2 separate regions of the Sus scrofa genome follow, and region 2 is linked to region 1. A link is a contact called in public Hi-C data. All regions are on one chromosome and are shown on one strand. Each heading gives the region's core, a stretch centred on a gene start, on an enhancer-like site or on the middle of the called end of the contact. The rest is flanking DNA. Distances are from core to core; before and after follow the strand shown. Region 1 overlaps OSBPL3 (oxysterol-binding protein-related protein 3). Region 2 overlaps OSBPL3 (oxysterol-binding protein-related protein 3).

Evidence for each region. Hi-C and Micro-C count contacts between places; a contact is called where the count stands out from the background.
Region 2: a Hi-C map of liver shows a contact between it and region 1, with 8 times the contacts expected there. The contact joins two enhancer-like sites. A contact is called at or near these places in 1 of 5 promoter capture datasets (liver) and 5 of 47 Hi-C or Micro-C datasets (fetal heart ventricle, liver and skeletal muscle).

Annotation. Positions count from the first base shown.
Region 1 is chr18:47,409,927-47,412,626 of Sscrofa11.1, forward strand. All of the region lies in intron 2 of OSBPL3 (oxysterol-binding protein-related protein 3), which reads left to right. Among named protein-coding and RNA genes, the nearest start is that of OSBPL3, 110 kb to the left of the region's middle. Within about 2 kb of position 1,290, at least 3 of the 83 cell types and tissues checked have an H3K27ac peak or open chromatin away from gene starts, as enhancers often do. A contact at or near this core is called in liver, where this site is marked.
Region 2 is chr18:47,461,177-47,463,876 of Sscrofa11.1, forward strand. All of the region lies in intron 16 of OSBPL3 (oxysterol-binding protein-related protein 3), which reads left to right. Among named protein-coding and RNA genes, the nearest start is that of DFNA5, 62 kb to the right of the region's middle. Within about 2 kb of position 1,330, at least 30 of the 83 cell types and tissues checked have an H3K27ac peak or open chromatin away from gene starts, as enhancers often do. A contact at or near this core is called in liver, where this site is marked.

The DNA of each region.
Region 1 (2,700 bases), core at 40-2,539:
GAACCTACTTATAAAAAATAGTAAAGCCCTTACAGTTTCAAAGTGAGTTCACCACAGTGTGGCTTGGCCTGGCATTCCTGCTCACAGAATTGGTGTCGAGATCAGCAGGGGTTCTTAACTACATCATACCAATGTCCCCTTTTTTTTTTTTTTTTTTTGCTTTTTAGGGCCACACCTGTGGCATATGGAGGTTCTCAGGCTAGGAGTCCAATTAGAGCTGTAGCCGCTGGCCTACACCACAGCAATGCCACATCTGAGCCACGTCTGCGACCTACACCATAGCTCATGGCAACGCCGGATCCCTAACCCACTGAGCGAGGACAGGGATCAAACCTGCAACCTCATGGATGCTAGTCGGATTCATTTCCATTGTGCCATGATGGGAACTCCAGTTACCAATATTTTAATGAACACTTTGGTCTCCTCAAATCATTATTAATATATTGACACATGTAATCTTGAAAATATCAACATAATGCTTTACTTTAAATAAAGGAAAATTCAAAGAGAGTAGTTAAAAGTGTGCATTACAATATATAAAAGCCCAGACATGACTACACCGCAAGACATGAGGAGGTGGTCAGATACCCCTATAGACAGGGTGACAGCTACTAATACAGACCCATAGAGATGTATTAGTAACTCACATGTCACAGGCGGCATGACCTTCAGTGACACTATTCTTCAAAATGGTGACTGACTTGGTAAAGTCCCAACAGGAAGAAGTACAGTCTTCCCTTAGTAATTCAGCAGTTGTTGCAGTCCCAAGAATTTAGCTATAGAAACCATGCAAAAATACTTCGATAAGTATGTGAAACAGAGTTAAGTTCTGTGCTCAAATAATTATAAACAGTTTTTACCAGTGTTCCGGCTGTGATGCAACAGGATCAGCAGTGTCCTTCACAGAAAAAGTTTGCTGGAGTTCCTGCGGTGGTGCAATGGGACGCGGGTTCAATCCCAGCCCAGTGTGGTGGGTTAAAGGATCCGGCATTGCCACAGCTGCTGCATAGGTTGCAACTGCTGCTCCAATTTGATCCCTGGCCCAGGAACCCTCGTATGCCACGGGGCCACCAAAAAAAAAGAAGAAAAACAAAAAAAGCAGGTTTTACTTACAGAAGGTGCTTTGAAAAATCTTGCAGATGTGGGACAACTTTTGCATTGTGCAAGACTAAGGCATTTTGCAACATCTCACGTTTTTTGGTCCCCAGCCATTAGATGCCAGAGAGCGCTCACCTACCCCCATCAACCAGCAATGCCCGCAAGATTTCACAACCCCAGGGAACAGTACTGCCCTCACCGAGAACCACTGGCTGCATGCTGGTTCTCAGGTTTCCACCGCATGACTCAAGGACAGTGACAGATAAGGAAGCTGGGAGGGGGAAAATTTGGATGTTGAGCCAGAAAAGCAGCTGGCTGCAGTGCTTTAGTCCTCAGTCAAGGAATAAAGTCAGGTCACTTTCATAAATTCTTCAGATCTGGTCTTCCAACCTGGTTAGAGTTTCAAGGTCTGAGACTAGAGAGGCGATAAAATGGGGGTGGGGGACAGTTATTTTGTAGGAATGAATGCAAACCATGATAGGCTTATTCCCCTTAAGAGCCAGCAAACCCAGTCTAGTCCCCTGCCCTCCCCATGGGCTCATCAATAGGCATACACTGTGTCTCAAGAATTCGAGAGAAAGCTGGTTCTAACATGAATTCTTGAAACATTTTTGAAATTTAATCTTTGTTATCCTTTCAACTACAGGTATGATCTTATTCCCCACCGCTTTTTTTTTTTTTTTTCAGTTTTGTAAAGCATGCAATAACGTCTAATCCCTCTTGGCATTTGCAGTTTGCACAGTTGAATGTCTTGAGCAGATGTGCTTGCTGGTCTAGCACCAGCACTCTGCCTATTGCCTTCTGCTTGGGAGGCTTAAATCAAATAAAACTAAAAGGTTTGATTTCCTTGGGTCCTTTTCAGAAGATCTTGAGCCTTAGATTTTCATTTAACAACGATATAACGCACAGACACCCTCTTTCACAAATGTGAATGGGCTGTATTTGGTGTGTCAGTACTCATTTGGCCCAAAGGTATTGGACGTGCTTCAAAGGGCAAGCCAGTGAAAACATTCCAAGGACATAAAGCTGTTTGCAACCTTAATCCAGGACCATGTTTGCCCTTTTGTCAGTCACATGCATACTCTTCACAGGACAGCAGGTTAGGCACGTGAGGACATCAGAAGTGAACTATGAGTTCCCTTTGTGGCTCAGCGGTTAACAAACCTGATTAGGATCCACGAGGACGCGAGTTTGATCCCTGGCCTCTATCAGTGGGTTGAGGATTCGGTGTTGCTGTGAGCTGTAGTGTAGGTTGTAGTTTAGTAGAGAAAAAAGTGCACCCCCCCAAAACGAAAGGAGGAGAAAACAACATTTCTGGGGAAAGAGGATGGAAATACTTACTGCAGAATCTTTTTTTTTTTTTTTTTTTTTTTTGGTGGGGGGAGGTCAACCTAAATTTTAATAGGTGTTCAATGGGAATAATCCTATCTACCCTCTTATTTATTTTATTTTTTATTTTTTTATTTTTTTGGTCTTTTTGTCATTTCTTTGGGCCGCTCCCACGGCATATGGAGGTCGAATCGGAGCTGTAGCCACCGGCCTATGCCAGAGCCACAGCAACACGGGATCCGAGCCGCATCTGCAACCTACACCACAGCTCAC
Region 2 (2,700 bases), core at 80-2,579, 51 kb after region 1:
TGGAGACAGTCTATTATGGAAACAGCGTGACGCTGCCCTTGTCCATCGTGTGAGCTTTCAGAGTTCGGGGGCGTCTTTGCTTTCTTGCCCCTCTCTGCAATGAGTAGGGGTTACTGAATGACTAATAAACTGAGCCGGACCTCTAAATTCGTATTTCGAGGTGGAATTTTATTCTAAGAACACCGAGAGAAATCCTATCTGCAACTGAAAGGACATGGAAAGAGACAAAGGTACCCAACTTTTAGCTTTTCTACTGAGTTTTCCAGACCACAGGGGCAGGTGCTTTGGAAAGCGGTGTCTCTCTTTTTCCTCCAAGCCCTTGGCCTTTGTTGCCCGTGGTTTTGGTGGGGGTGGGGAGGCTTGGAGTCATCAGGGGCAAAGGGAGTTTGCTTCAGAGTTCAGCTCCATGGAAGCTTGCCCCCAGTACATCATTTCTCACCTAAAAGACCCCAAAATTCGGGCTAAAAATGGCTCATGGCGTCAGGAAGCGGAGAAAGCAGTTGCTGTTCGAATGTTCCTTGTCACAGTTAACGAGCATCATGCTGCAGGGCGCGTTACGCTTTTCACATTTGTACGGGGTCTTCTTTGGTCTTCACATACCCCGTGTGGCAGGTGAGGCACCCGAGGCCTGGCCCCTCTGGGCTCCGGCGCCCCTCCACTGACACCCTCGGTTGCCACCCCAGCATCCTCTCTCCCCCACCTTTTTTTGGTGTCTCTTAACATAGGTTTAGTTACTGTGCTCAGAGCTGCCAGAGGCATCAGCTGCCCCTGTGAAAACAGCCTTTCGTAGACTGTTCAGACTCTGAGGTTTTGCTTGTCCTTGTCCCTTCAACTTTCATCCTCCCGACTCAAGCAGGACTTTGTTCTCCACTCCCGTTGGGGGCTGGCCAGGAGCCTTTGTGAACAAGGAACGTTCAGGAATCAATCATAAACATTCCAGTCTCATGTTCTAACCTCTGACTGTTCCACCCTCTCAGGGAGGGGTTTCCTCTCTGCCAAGAAATCTGATTCAGCCTTGGTTTTCCAAGTATGCCAGAAAGGGGAACATTCCGAAGGAAAGACTTTCTTTCCCTCCGCAGGGCCAAGTATGGTCCTGGTAGGTTACCCTCACTGATGCTCTGGCTGCCTGGCTGGAGCTTCATCAGGGACCCGCTGGCTCAGAAAATTCATTTCAGGAGTTCCCGTCATGGCTCAGGAGTAATAAACCCGACTAGTATCATGAAGATGCAGGTTCAGTCCATGGGGGCCCTCTCAGTGGGTTAAGGATCTGGTATTGCCGTGAGCTGGGGTGTAGGTCAGATGTGGCTCAGATCCCACGTGGCTGTGGCTGTAGTGTAGGCTGGCGGCTATAGCTCCAGTTCGCCCCCTAGCCTGGGAATTTCCATATGCTGTGGGTGCAGCTCTAAAAATAAAAGAAAGAGGAAATCCATTTCAGTTCACTTTGCTTCTTTTTTGTGCCTTTGGGAAAAGCTTGGTGTCTCTAAAGGATATGCAGTTAAGCTATTGTCTAAAAGTGGCTTTTCCTAATTGCCTGGCGCTTCAGGCGTCAGATCACTGTTCGAGTCATTTTAACCATTATCCACCCAGCCACCTGCTGTTGAGTTTCTGACAGAAAAGCTGAGCAGAGTTGTTGAAAGTTACTAAAAGGTAAGAGATTCAAATGAAGTATTTTTTCCTTTGCTTCCTGGCTCAGCCTTCTTCTTTTTCTGTTAATCATTAGAACTCTGAACACACATTCTTGGCTGGACTTGAAAATACCATACCTATCACCTACCTCTCTGCACACCCACCTGACCCTCTCAAGAGTCCTTTTATTTACTAGTAGGCAGGGTTGTTTACTTCTGATAAAAGTGGCAGCTTATTTAAAGACTTTATCAAGGGGAAATTCAAGCTGTTCAAATAAAACTCGGAATTCTTGTGGCTCAGTGGTTAATGAAACTGATTGGCATCCATGAGGATGCCAGTTCGATCCCTGGCCTCGATCCGTGAGTTAAGGATCCGGCATTGCCACTGCTCAGACTTTGAGTTGCTGTGGCTGTGCTGTAGGCTGGCAGCTATGGCTCTGACTTGACCCCTAGCCTGGGAACCTCCATATGCCGTGGGTGCAGCTCTAAAAAGACAAAAAGACAAAAAAAAAAAAAAAGGCAATAAATCAACTGTAAGGTGACTCAACCAGTGCTTTCCCATTTTTAGGTCAAGTCATTATTTAACTTTTTTTTTTTAAAGAAATTGTGTTTATCAAAGAAAACTCTATGCTTAACTCTAAACTTAGTGGAAGAGAAAATAATTGGCAACTGTATTTTCCCCAAAACTGGGCCTTGGCATCATCCTTAAGAGCTTCCTTCTATAATCCACATGCTACTCATCAGCAAATCCCAAGGTCTTCCTTGCAAAGCCAGCCAATGTCACTGCCTCTGCTGCTGGTGCTGGCCACTGAGCCTGGCATTGATGACCAGGCTTGTGCAGTAGTCTCATTAACCAGTCTCTTGTTTCCATAGCCTGTTTCTCACCCAGCAGCCAGATTATCTCTCTCCGGATTCCCCAAGTCACGTGGGATCAAATCTCACAGTCCACGAAACCCTCCTGGACGCCGCCCCGCCCCGTATCATGCCCCCTCCCACTTCCCCTCACTCGGCTTCAGCCACACTGGCCTTTTGGGCTTTTCCTAAAACACACCGAGCATTTGCCAACCCTGGGCAG